Linked DNA regions of Capsicum annuum: region 1 is linked to region 2. A link is a contact called in public Hi-C data. All regions are on one chromosome and are shown on one strand. The core of a region is the stretch at or near the end of the contact, and the rest is flanking DNA. Distances in the headings are between cores, read along the strand shown.

Region 1 (6,956 bases), core at 2,556-5,055, 34 kb after region 2:
TGACCTCTGCAATTTAATTGAATACATTTTTCGAGATGCCTTGTGCATTTTATATCCTTAAGAAATTTTCATGTATATCTCATTATCAAGTGATCCACAAAGATAGATTGTAATCATATCCATCAAATGCATTTCAAACATCTCATGAACAGTGAAACTAATGAGATAACGTAATGTTATTCCATCCATATTTGGAGAGTATCTCTCTTCATTATCAATACCAGGACTTTGTGAAAATCCTTGTACAACAAGGCGTGCCTTATATCTTTGTATTTCTTTTTTCTCATTTCTTTTATGCACAAAGACCCATTTATAGCCAATAGGTTTAATATAATTTTGTGTTCGAATAATAGGTCCAAAAACTTCATGCTTGACAAATGAATTCAACTCAGATTGAATTGCTTCTTGTTATTTTGGCCAATCATTTCTTTGTTAACATTCTGCAATAGACTCAGATTCGAGATCCTCTCTATCTTGCATGATTTTCGTTGCAACATTATATGCAAAGGCCTAGTCCACCACTATTTTCGATTGATTTAAATTAGTTTTACCATCATATGTATTTATGAATAATTCCTTATTTTTCTTGAGGTTCAGACTCATTGGTTCCTTCAGGGATATCAAAATTGTTCAAGTCTTGAATTTTCATATGAGATTCTTTCGTAGTGTCATCTTAATCATATTTTTCTAGGATTTCTATCCTTAGAAGCCAGTGGTCTACAATGCTTTAGGAGTGCTTTAGACTCATTAGCCACGACACTAGTATATGGTCCTTTAGGAACGTCAATTTGTATTGGGACATTCCCTACTGCATGAATATATGGTTTTGTAATCCTTTTTAAATTTGTAATTGCATCCAATATTTGATTTGGAATTTTCTTTAAATGAATAATCTATTTTACTTCTTGCTCACAAATAGAAGCGCGTGGATCAAGATGAGATAGTGATGAATTTTTAAACAAAATTTCTCTTTTGATTTCACTATTTTCTCTTCCTAATTTTGAGAAAACAGTCTCATCAAATCGACAACCTATAAATTGAGCAGTAAATATCTCTCCAGTCAATGGTTTAAGGTAACGAATAATAGAGGGTGATTCAAACCCAATATATATTCCTAGGCACATACACAGCACATTCAAAAATTCTCAAATGAGATATATTAGACTCTTGACCCAAAACCAACTGTAACGAAGAAAATTTATGATAATTTATCGTTCTGAGATGAAAAAGTGTTGGAGCATGTAAAATGGCATGACCCCAAACAGAAGTGGACGACTTAGTTTTCATAAGTAATGACCTTGCTATCAATTGCAAACGTTTAATTAATGACTCAGCAAGTCCATTTTGAGTGTGAACATGAGCTACATGATGTTCAACTTTTATCCCAATTGATAAGCAATAATCATTAATGCTTGAGATAAAAACTCTGCAGCATTATCAAGGTGAATAGACTTGATCTAATAATAAAAAAATTGTGCTCGTAATCATATTATTTGTGCCAATAATTTTACAAATGCTAAATTGTGAGATGACAACAGGCACACATGGGATCATGTAGAAGAAATATCTATTAAGACCATGAAATATCTAAACAATTCACTAGGTGGGTGAATAAGTCCACAAATATCCCCTTATATATGTTTTAAGAACGTAAGAGACTCAATCTCAACCTTAGTTGGTGATGGTCTCACAATTAACTTGTCTTGATAACAGGCAATACAAGAAAATTCATTATTTGAAAGAACCTTCATGTTATTTAATGGAAACCCATTTTGACTTTTCTATAAATCGTCTCATCATTATGGATCAGAATGTCCCAACCGATCGCGCCAAAGTTAAAAATATTGAAATTAGTAAAATTTTGATTTACTATAGAATGTGCCTTAATCGCAAATACAAGTCAGAAAATAAAGAAGGAAACTTTTCTATACCACATGTCTGCCCGGAAACATTCTTGATAGTACCAAGATATTCTTGATTCAATTCATAGTGGTCTTGATATGATAACCATTTTCATGAATATCTTTAAAACCCAACAAGTTTCTCCGAAATTTAGGAGAAAACATAACATTATTTATGATGAGTTTAGCTCCCTTAGATAAAATTATAATGGCTCTTTCGAAGTCTTTGATCAAATTAGTACTACCAAAAATCGTAGTATCATTTATTTTGTTTATATTTAAATGAAAAAAATATTTCTCATTTTTAAATATTGTGTGTGTTGTACCAGAATCAATTAAGCAAATACCTTCATAATTACATAACTTGCTTTAAAAATTATTCATATCTTCAAATAAAATGACATACACAAAATTAAATATTAATGATGGACAAACTTTAAAGTCAACACTAAGTAGTATAATAAATTTGAGCAATTAAATGAGTGATGTTTACTTTCATGGTAAACATTAATCAAAAGTCACAAGTACTAAGATTCCTTTTTCACATACTTGTTGAGAAAACAATAATAGTTCGTCCGTGTTAAAGAAAACTTATAAGTAATTTGATTAAATGTTTCTCTATAAACATAACCCAGTGAACTATATTTTATGATATCCAAAAAAGATGCAAGAATTAAGACTATAATTTAATGAGTAATTTTTTTTTTGTAAGCATATAATAGATTGCAATATTAAAATGTGTAAGATCAGATCAAAAAATAATTACTACAAACCTTACGATAATATGTCTAAAATAAAAATACTAATAAAATAGAACAACTACTTTAACATTATTTATTACAACACTATTACTAACAAATATTAAAAATTCACTCTTTCATAGCCACAGAACCATCACCAATCAGGTGATCTATCTTTTCCTCATGATGCTCGAAGAAATCTACTACATCTAAGTGAGCAATGTCCACGTGATTTTCATAGATAAAATTAGCTTTAGAATTTTTCTCTTTTTTCTTTAGTGATACTTGATAAAACTCAACCAAGTGTTTGGGAGTACGATAGTCACGCGCATAGTATCCTTTGGCACCACATCAAAAACAACAACATGCTTTACCTGCTTCACATTTCTCATTCTTTCCTTATTATTTTCGATGGAACCATTTATTTGATGAGTGACTAACACCAGAAACATGATTTCTTTCATGATCATAGTCACGTTCACGATCAGATCTGTGATCCTTTTCACGCCTAACATGGTGGACGTACACTTCATTCACTTCAGAAAATGGTGTAAATTCAGTAGGCCGAAGCTCGTGATTTTTCATTAACAAATCATTATTTTGTTCAGCCACAAGAAGGTGGAAACTTAGTTCAGAATATTTCTTAAAACCTTTCTCTCGATATTGTTGTTGTAAGAACACATTAGAGGCATAAAAGGTGGAGAGTATTTTTTCCATCATATCAACATCATTAAGTGTCTCCACATAATTTCAACTGAGAAAAAATTTTGAACATGATAGAATTATACTCATGAACAGACTTATAGTTTTGAAATCTCAAATACATCCAATCATATCGTGCTTTTGAATGTATGACCATTTTTAGGTGATCATTTATTTCTTTTAGGTTATTCCACAAAATAAGTGCATCTTTAACAGTAAGATATTTTAGCACGAGAGTTTTATTATCTATTATTCTGTATACAAAATAAAAATAAATACATGCCTCTTATATAATTTTTCCAACTCTTGTAACCAATAAAAATAAGAGGTCCATGCATGAGAAAGTCTTCATTTTGAAATGAAGAAAATGTTGAAAATAGGGGAGACATCCACGCTACTTTCTTAACACTATTGTTAGTCCATCAATTTACATAAGTTCTGTCAGGTTATGCAGCACTATATACTGTTGCTGATGCACATACATTAAGCCTTTTTTTTTTCTCGAGTGAATGATATGGCACTCAACCACAGAGACAACGTGCATTTTGGGCTTAGAAAACTAATCATTATCATATTTGGTTGAATTTTATTTTTAAAATGTTCAGAAATTTTGTGCGCAGAACATCATTATTTCCGTTGAAATAATTTTTCAAACTACTTTTTATATTTTAATTTTTTTTAAAAAAATTAATTAAGTTGAAGCTGAAATAATTAATCAACTTGTAAAATAAATATAATTTAAAAATAATATTTTAGTTGAATTGAAATAGTAAAATAAAAATTCACAGCCAAATGAAAATTACTAAGATTAAATTATTTGATTTATCGTAAATATTTACACATGCTAATTAGTAATTAACATTTTATCTTCATTTACCCTTAACAATGTTGTAGACCTTGCTATCAAATGAATTTGCAGCAAGGTGGACCTAGTCCTTAACAAGGAGGGACAGGATGATCAGGGGAAACAAAACCAGTTTTTAATATTTACTCCTCTTTAAGCAGGTATTATTGGAAAGAGACAAAGATAAAGACGTCAAAGGTTTCTCAATTCCAAATCTCATTTACGTGTCCCGGGAGAAAAGCACCACCTCACCTCATCACTTCAAGGCTGGGGCACTTAATGCTTTGGTAAGAAACAAAACCCATTATTTTAACATTGTGATACTCTATCCGTCATTTTAGATGTCTAGCGTACTAAAAATATACTAAAAACAAATGCTTATTTTTACTTATAGTTTAAAAAGATTAAGAAATAGTTTATTAGATAATTTTTAATTTATTTTATTATTAAGTATAGTTATTTTTTAATGTATTACTAAAGTTTTTAGCTTGTTATATTTAAAATGTGATATAATAAAATTATTATTCTATTTAGTATTTCTTAAAAAATATATCAAGTCATTACTAATAAAAATAAATGGAGAAAGTAAGTTGAATTTTATTTGTTACTTTTTTTTTTTCATATTTTTATAAGTGTTCTTTTTGGATTGTGATATTGTTTCAAAATAAGTGTATGTTTATGACTTCAAGCATATTTTGATCAATAATCTTTCTAATATACTTTCAAGTTTAAATATAGTAATCAATATCAATTTGAAAAGAGATAAATTTAATTAAGAGTAACTTGGTAAAATTATTTTTAATTTTCTAACAGTGAATAATTTATTTTTCTAATAGTGAGTAATTTATTAAGCGTGTGCCTAAAAGGTAAAAATTATTTACACCCCTCAACTTTATTTTTAAAATCAAACTCCCCCTTCAATTATAAACAATAGACATTCTCCCCCCTTATTCTATACATTGTCTATATTACCCTGAAAATTTGTAATCTCCATTTATATAACATATTTTATAATAATATTATATATTATTTATTTATTTTACCCAATTATTTATTTATTTTATTTAAATTCGTTAATGTTATAAGTAGAATAATTATTTTATAAATTTATCATAAAAGTTAAGGTATTTTCTATGAATGCTATTTATTACATGCATTAAGTACTTATATAGATATATGTGTGAATATTTAAGTTTCATTTTCTCCTTATTTTTTATTATTTATATAGATAAATAATTTTTAATTGTCATTAATGAGATATTCTAAATTATAATTTAAAATTATTAATAATGTAAGTAAACTTTAGGAATTAATATGTTTTAAACTATATCTTTATTTTTATTAATTATTTTTATATTGCATACATTAGAATATATTTATTAAATTATTATTATATGTCATTTGATTGTTAGGAAGGCATGGCAAACGCGAATTAATATAGTAGATTAGGAGGTTGGAGTAAGTTCATGCTTGTAGGTAGTGTTGTATTTATTATTAGTTGTAGTGCTATACTTATAGTTTTCTATTCTTTGATTCTTATTAATATATGTTGTTTCGGGTAGATCACTTATAATATTATCTTTGTGTGGTAGTATTGATCTGTTACTATATGTTGTGTTAATCCTTATTATCTTCTGTCCTCTTTGTCTTGAGCCGAGAGTCTATCGAAAGTAGTCTTTCTATCTCACATCGGAGATAGTGATACCTACTACATACACTCTATTCTCCCCAAATTTCACTGTGTAGAAATATATTGCATATGTTGTTGTTTTTGTTATTATGCTCATTTATTTTATTTAGAATGTTATTAGCTTATATGCTAAATTAATGTTTCTCACTTTCTTTTTTTCGTCTAAAAAATAATATATTTTTTTCTAAATAAAATTTACTAGATAGATTAGAAGTAATCATTAATTTAAATAAGTAAAGAAAAATAAATATTAACAGAGTAAGGATAAAGTAGATATTTTAAAAAGATAAATAGAATAAAAGGGGGAGAATGATTATTGTTCAAAATTGAGGAAGTAAAAATAATATCTTTATTTGTTGCCTCATCTGATGTTTGAGATGTAAGTTTCTGTGAATGATTATTGTTCAAAATTGAGGAAGTAAAAATAATATCTTGATTTGTTGACTCATCTGATGTCTGAGATGCAAGTTTCTGTTAGATTTTTCAACATATATAATATTCTTTGAATTTTTTCATCCCTACTTCGACCCTCAATCCCCTACCCTCACCCTTGCCCCGCTCCTACCACCCCTATTAAAAAAAATATTTAAAATTTTTTTCTTGCCTCACCCTTACCCAAAACCCAAAATCCTACTCCCTTCCCCTTTCCCCCCAAAAATTATTTTTTTTAAAAAAATCAAACTTTTTTCGTACCTCCCCTATCCGACCACCCTACCAATCTCTTTCCCCCGCCGCCCCCGTTAAAAAAAATTAATTTTTTTAAATTTATTTTTTAAAAAAATTTAATTTTTTTCTTACCCCCCTCATTCTCCTACCCCGACCCGTACCCCTACCTCTCCCATTCAAAAAAAATATTTTAAATTTGTTTTCTTACCCCATTCTTACTCCACTACCCTCACCCCCACCCCATACAACCCCCCTCCCCCCTCCCCCCACACAAAAAAAATTATTTTTTAAAAAATCATTACCCACCCTTACTATCTATTTTGACAACCCCGACCCCCTCTTCAATTTTTTTTTAATATTTTTAATTTATTTTTTAAAAATAATTCAAAAGTTTTTCCCTATCTTACCCTTTC
Region 2 (7,367 bases), core at 2,184-4,683:
ACTTGCAATGTCCATATACTCAATTGATGCTCTCTTATACTAGATTGATAAATTTTTAGAATGCATGTAAAAACTATATAAAGTCGTATAAAATATGTATCTAAATAATAATTATAGTTAAAAATTATATAGAATGTGTATAAAAATGCTAGAATTATAATATAGAATATGTGTGTGTGTGTGTATATATATATATATATATATATATATATATATATATATATAGAGAGAGAGAGAGAGAGAGAGAGAGAGAGAAATTGTACCGTTATTATATATAAATATATATCTTTAACAATTGTATTATATTAAAAGTATATGGTATTGTATTTTATTGTATAAATAAGTAACACTAAAAAAACAAATATTATGTTATTTTAATAATATTGGTGAATGTAAAATAATTTGGAAAAAAAAAAAAAGCAATTACTCAATTGGTTAAAAAGAATAAAAAAGAGTAGAATCTTAAAAAATGAGCCAAAAAAGTCTAGGTTGAATTTTAAGATAAATTTAACAGATTGGACCAAATTTAACAGGTTGGACCATGTTTTGTTCTGTTTAGAGGTACCAATCTTATTTTGTGTGTTGCATTTTATTATGTGTACTCGGTATTGTTTTACTACCTTTTTTTATCGGGAAAAGAGGTTGACTGAGTTAAGGTTATGTTGGAGGCTAGTTAATGGGTATTTAATTATGTGTGTTATTTTTGTGGTATTATTTTAGTTTTAGGTGTTATTTTTGTCATTTTTTCTTATTTTTATGTTGTTAGCTATTGTAATTTATAATATTTTTTTGATATTACAATTTACTATTTTAAATTGTTTGCTATTGTAATTTGTAATACTCTTCTTGTTCAAACTTTTGTGATATTGATAGTCAATTTATATTTTAAAAGTGATTTAATTTTTAAATTATTGTGATTTATAATATTTTTTTCTATTTCAATTTAAGAGACACTGATATAATTTTGAGAGTCAATCAAATATCACGATTGAAGTAGCGAAATCGACATATCTTGAAGGATTCATATAATTAATCTGAAGTGATATAGTAAAATTGTTATAAAAAATAATTGTGAATTTTTTTTAAATGGGTCTCATATAAGATATCAAATTAATTTAAAACGTCAAGAGTTAATTTATCATTTTTATGTTTATTCTATTTTTTATTAAATACTATTAATTTTTTAATATTTAGATGACTTATAATAATTACTTAGGGGTGATACAGTAAAATTACGGTTGAAGCAGTTGAAGCAAGCATGTCATAAATATCTATTTTATTTTTTTAAAAAAAATAAATTTTATTAATTTTCTAATACATAAATGTCATATAATTATTAACTAGGGGTGATATAGTAAAATTATGAAGCAAACAAACAGCTGAAAGCAAGCATGACAACCATCAGCTGTCTGCTTCCAGCAACTGCTACTCACACTTACATATAGTAACACGATTGAAGTAGCGAAACTGACACGTCTTGAATGACTCATAATAACTAATTAGAAGTGATCTAGCAAAATTGCTATAAAAAATACTTGTAAAATTTTCTTATAAGATGTCAAATTAATTTAAAACATCAAAGGTTAATTTATCACTTTATGTTTGTTTTACTTTTTTATTAAATATTATTAATTTTATAATACCTAGATCACCTATTATAATTATTTAGGATCGATATAGAAAAATTACAATTAAAGCAGCTAAAGCGGACATGTCATAAATATCTATTTTACTTTTTAAAAATTAAATTTCTCATATAATAATTAATTAAAAATAATGTAATAAAATCATGAAATAAGTAAGCAGTTGAAAGCAGACATGTCATTATCAGCTGTCTGTTGCAAGAGCTGCTACTCACTCTTCTGTATAGTAGTACTAATGGCATGATAAATTAAAATCAACAAATTAAAGATTAAAAGATTCTTAAATTCTACACCTAATTAAAACCAAAAGGAATAAACTTTCATCAAGCAAAAACACGGTTATGTCCACACGATTCTATTTTTAATTAAACAAAGGTTGTAGTAGGATGAAGTCACCCTTGGAGTAATTGGTAAAATTGTTATTATGTGATCAGAAAGTCACGAGTTTAAGTCTTGAAAATAATTTTTTATATAAGGCTGCGTACAATACACTCTTGTAATGGGGACTTTCTCTGAACACCGCGCATAGCGATATCTTTAATACATTATGTTGCCCTTTTTTTTTTTTTTAAAGGTTGAAGTATGATGATGTCCTTTCCTTCTTAACTAGATCGAGTTTGAGCTTTAGATATGAAAAATATAATGTTCAGAAGAATACTCTATTGTGGGTTTAAAGGTCTTGGACAATGTAAATCAAAATCAGTCGAAACTCCAATTTTATATAAATACCATATCCCGTATGAACCACCAATAAATCCTTTTCAAAATAAGGCTGATCTCTTACGGTTCACACTAGGGGTGGGCATGGTATGATACGGTAAGGTAATTTAAAATTCGATATGGTAACTTCGATTTTTGGTATCTAAAAGAATAATATTATTACCATACCAAATTAGTTCGGTATGGTTCAATATTTTTAAATTCAATTTCGGTATTTTACTGTATGGTAATTTGGTAATCATACTTTATTTGATTTTGACTTACATATATTCATAGTAAAAAATTATAACATTAAACTTTAAAAACGTCTCAATTATATAAAACTAACAACTACCTTTGTTAATTAGTTACACAAAAAGAACATTTCAATCACGATTGAGTAGTTCAAGATGTAAATTTTGAACAACATTACCTAAATTTAAGCATAGTACTCCTAAATAATAAGTTTCTTAAAAAAATTATTCTAAATAAAAATTATTTTTATGTTCAATTGGCTAATGGATGATTTATAAATATATTTAATAATCTTAAATATAATATATATGAGTTTTATATATTATTAAAAAACTTCGATGTGGTATAGGTATTTCGATATTTATTGCATAAATATCAAATACTGTATTAAATATCAAAATAATTTAAAACTCTTACCAAATACCATATCAAATATCATAACATCCATATCACGATATAAAAAATTTTAATTTCGAAATGATATTCGATATATACCCTACCATGCCCACCCCTAATTCACACATATCTTTTTCTAGATTAGTTGTCATAATGTCATTTTAAATTTAAAAATTGCTATAAAAGTCACCAGATAATCTATACTTGAAATGGTGTCGGCAGAAAATTGCTAATCTATACTTGAAATGGTGTCGCCAGAAAATTGCCATTAAACACTCTTTGATTGAGAATTTTAGTTTTGTGCATCATCAGCTTAGAAAATATTCTACATTATCATATGAACTTGATTTGTTATTGTAAAATATTTTACATTATCAGATGAACTTGACTTGCTATTGTAGGTTATCTAATTTTTTTTTTTTTTTAATTCTTATATAAATAATTGAATAACCTGCAATAGCAGATCAAGTTAGGTGATAGTGTAGAATTTTTTATGCACTGACGATGGACAGAAGTGTAGAAGTTAAACACGCTGCTTAAGCCCTCCCTTATAAATGGTTGTCTGCTAGCTTTGTGGACTGCGAGTACAATTAGCCTGCCCGGATTAGGGGATGCTGTTTTTCTAATTTCTTATGTTTTTCTTCTAATTATAGAGTGAAGTTGTATATTTTCTCCAAACAAAATGGAAGAATCATCTCTTCACTCTTTGAAGATAATGCACGGACGCAAATTTTTCAACCGTGCATTTGCAGTTATATATGCATTTGCTATTATAGTCTTGTTCTACTACCATGTGCTCACATTAACCAGAGCTCCCCTATCAATTGTCATGTTTATATCTGATTTTATTCTAGCATTATTGTGGTTCACATCACAATCATTCTTCATGAATCCAATTTCTCGTCAACAGTTCCCCAAAAATCTCGAGATATTGGTTGACAAGAAGGATTTTCCAGCAATTGACATATTTATATGCACAGCGGATCCATACAAGGAGCCACCATTAACTACAGTTAACACAACTTTATCTGTTTTGGCTTATGATTATCCCATGGAGAAACTTTCTGTTTATATATCAGATGATGGAGGATCAAAGCTCATTCTATTTGCTCTTATGGAAGCAGCTAAATTTGCAAGGAGTTGGATACCTTACTGTAGGGAAAATAAGATCGAGCAGAGGTGTCCAGAAGAGTACTTTCGGAAAAATCATACTATAACTTCTCAATTTCAGATTATTCAGGTAATTAAAAGCGCTCTGATTAATTATTAATTTAATCTTACTGTATGTGCTTAATGATTTGCTCTAGTCCATACTGGAATTTTTAATTACTAAAGGACTCGTATGTCCTTGGGTTGGCTGCTCTTGAACATGCATATATCTAATCGATAAAGCGTGTACATTGTACAACATAAGGTAGATAGTGTTGATTCTTTCTGCCAAAGCTTTTTTAGTCGAGTTCTTGCTTCAGGTTTGGTAGTGCAATTCACATCTCCAACGTTATTTATGGAGTTATTGCAATAGGAGCGAATTTTTCTGATAGAGACTCAAAAAAATAGCGGCTAGAGATTTTCTGGGTTTTCATGTTAAAAATAATATAATAATCCAAATCAATTAACAATGATTAGGTGGAGTAATTTCTTTTATGAATAATATAATACTTTAGTTATATTATTCCAACCTCTTATAAACTTTGAGATAACTTTACAGATAAGCTGTGTTTACAACTTTTTTCAAACGAAATCTTTCTTCTTCAAAAAATCAAGTTCATAGTTATTGCTTTTCAGAAGAATTTTTTCTCTATTTTCTTAGTGAAAATTCATAGTTTTTACTTTTCAGAAGAATTTCTTCGCTATTTAGTTAGTGTAGAATCAATAGATTTGTTATATCCATTAAAACTATTTGCTAATGATCTTATAGCAGTCTCACGTGGAAGAGAGAACAAAGATTGGTTTTAGAAAAGAATTTTGCACGTGTCAAACTTCAAATTTGTGTTAGTTGTGCATATTGTTAAGCCTTCATCTTGTGTTCTTCTTCGTATAATTTATTTTCATGGAACATATTCTCCAACAATCTAAAAATAATATTTAAATTTTATTTGGGGCAGTGAGAAACAACTGAGTGGATTGTGAAGAAGCAGATTCAGATTTTGATTTTAAATCTTCAACGCAACATTGCCATTATATTGGAGAGATTATTTCAAGGGATTTTCACTGGACATTAACTGTTGCAATTAGTTTTGATAGTATCGATTTTCATTAAATCAGTCTCTTTCTAATTTTCAAAATTGTCATTCTTTAAGCTCATGAATCTGGCAAGATTCATGTAATTTACAACATAAATATTTATTCAAAAGTGCTTATTGTGAGTATATGACGTTGAATTGTGAGGTGGGTGTACTAGTTTGAAGTGGGGGAAGTTGTTGCGCGCGAGATGGGTAATTTTTTTGAACCGATATAAGAAAGTACTAAAAATTATACAAATACACAACTTATGTTTTCAATATTATAAAAAAACTCAACTCCCTAAACATATTACAAAAATCCCAACATATATACAGAATGCTATATATATGTCAGCTATGTTATGTATATTAATAGAGAGAGAATAAAGTAATTAAAAAAGTGAGAGAGAGTGTAATTAGTTCCAAAAGTGTTGGTATTTATGTTATTTATATAGGAAAGTAATCATTATTCTTGCAAGTGGCGAATTTTATGGGGTTGCTAAAACTTTCGGTTCTATACAGTTCTATAAGGACATAAATTTCTTCCGGAAGCTTAAATGACATGAACTTTAAATTTAAACACATGATATTCATGTACTCCCTACGTTTTAAAAAGAATTATCTACTTTAACTTGACACAAAGTTTAAGAAAATAAAGAAGACTTGAATCTTGTGACCTTAAATTAAAGTTGTGTCAAATGTATGAAAATATCTTTTAATCTTGTGATCCTAAACATGTCATGTGGAAAGTTGGAATTAAAGTATTATCAAAAAAGAAAAGGAATCATTCTTTTTAAACGAACTAAAAAGAAAAGTAGGTCATTCTTTTTTAAACGGATGGAGTATTAGTTTGAATATTCATGTATTGTGGCCATGGGACCTTGGATGGTCTTTTTCCTCACGAAGTGGTAATCAAGCTCAATGTGTTTTGTACGAGCATGGAGAATGAAATTCTTGGTCAAGTGCATTGCAGAAATATTATGAGTATAAAGAAGAGGAGGACCGAGTAAGAAAATGTCAATGTCTGAGTATGTATGTGATCCATGTTAGCTCCACACCAAGGAGGCCAATGATCTATACTCTGCTTCAGCGCTTGATTTTGCCACAGTTGTTTGTTTCTTAGAAGTCCATGAGACGCAATTGGAACCTAGAAACACACACAACCCTTTTGTTGATCTTCTCATGATAGGACAACCACCCCAATTTGCATCGGAAAAACCAACAAGTTTGAGAGAGGATTTTGTAGTGATGTGAAGGCCAAGTTGCATAGTTCCTGCTAAGTAGCGAAGTACTCGCTTGACTCCAGTCCAATGAGTTGCAGTAGGATGTTGCATAAACTGGCAGAGGAGATTAACTGCATGGTCGAGTTCTGGACGAGTGAGAGTTAAAGTATTGCAAGGCACCAACTATACTTCGAAACTCAGAGATATTGAAGTGGGACCTGTGGGATCATGAAGCTCATATTTTGTAGCAAGAGGAGTATGAACAGCACAGGCACAAGTCATCTTTGTGCGTTCTAATGTAGCCAATGCGTACTTGTGTTGGCTAAGGAATAAACCATTCGGACAGCGTATGACGTCAATTCCATGGAAATAGTGGATATCCCCTTTTATCTTTCATAGCAAACTTAGAATTTATATTACATACCAAAACTTTTTGAAGAGAGATGCAACTTCCCGTAAGTACTATGTCATCAACATAGAGAAGGAGCAAAATGGTGTCTGTAGAAGATTGCCAAATGAAGAGAGAGGAGTCATACTTGCTGTAATTGAATCCCAAGTGTAGAAGATGTTTACTAAATTTGTGAAAGCATGCTTTGGGAGCCTGTTTTAACCCATAAAAGCCTTCTTCAACCCACACATATAAGACAGAAAAATAGGATCAATGAAGTCCGAAAGTTGTTCCGTGAATACTGTTTCTATGAGATCACCATGTAAAAATTCACTCTTCACATTGAGTTGTTTAATTGGACAATGTAATGTCGTAGCAACAGCAAGAACAATACGGATGGTGGTCGTTCTTACCACAGGACTGAAGGTATCATCGAAATCAACTCTCTTAATTTGATTGTAACCTTTAGCGTCGAGCCTTGAACCTTTCCACCAAACCATCTGCCTTTAATTTGGTTTTATAAACCCATCGAGAGGCAACT

Evidence for each region. A called contact is a pair of places that touch in the nucleus more often than the background predicts.
Region 1: a Hi-C map of placenta shows a contact between it and region 2, with 1.7 times the contacts expected there. The contact joins the enhancer-like site here to the promoter of LOC107849196 in region 2. A contact is called at or near these places in 2 of 5 Hi-C or Micro-C datasets (bud and placenta).

Annotation. Positions count from the first base shown.
Region 1 is chr1:241,748,591-241,755,546 of UCD10Xv1.1, forward strand. It overlaps LOC107849196 (cellulose synthase-like protein G2), which reads left to right. Exons shown (of 5, transcript XM_047400831.1): 2 at 4,349-4,474. Among protein-coding and RNA genes, the nearest start is that of LOC107849196, 34 kb to the left of the region's middle. Within about 2 kb of position 3,806, at least 1 of the 5 cell types and tissues checked has an H3K27ac peak or open chromatin away from gene starts, as enhancers often do.
Region 2 is chr1:241,714,837-241,722,203 of UCD10Xv1.1, forward strand. LOC107849196 (cellulose synthase-like protein G2) reads left to right here and starts at 3,434. Exons shown (of 5, transcript XM_047400831.1): 1 at 3,434-4,233. The coding sequence starts at 3,676.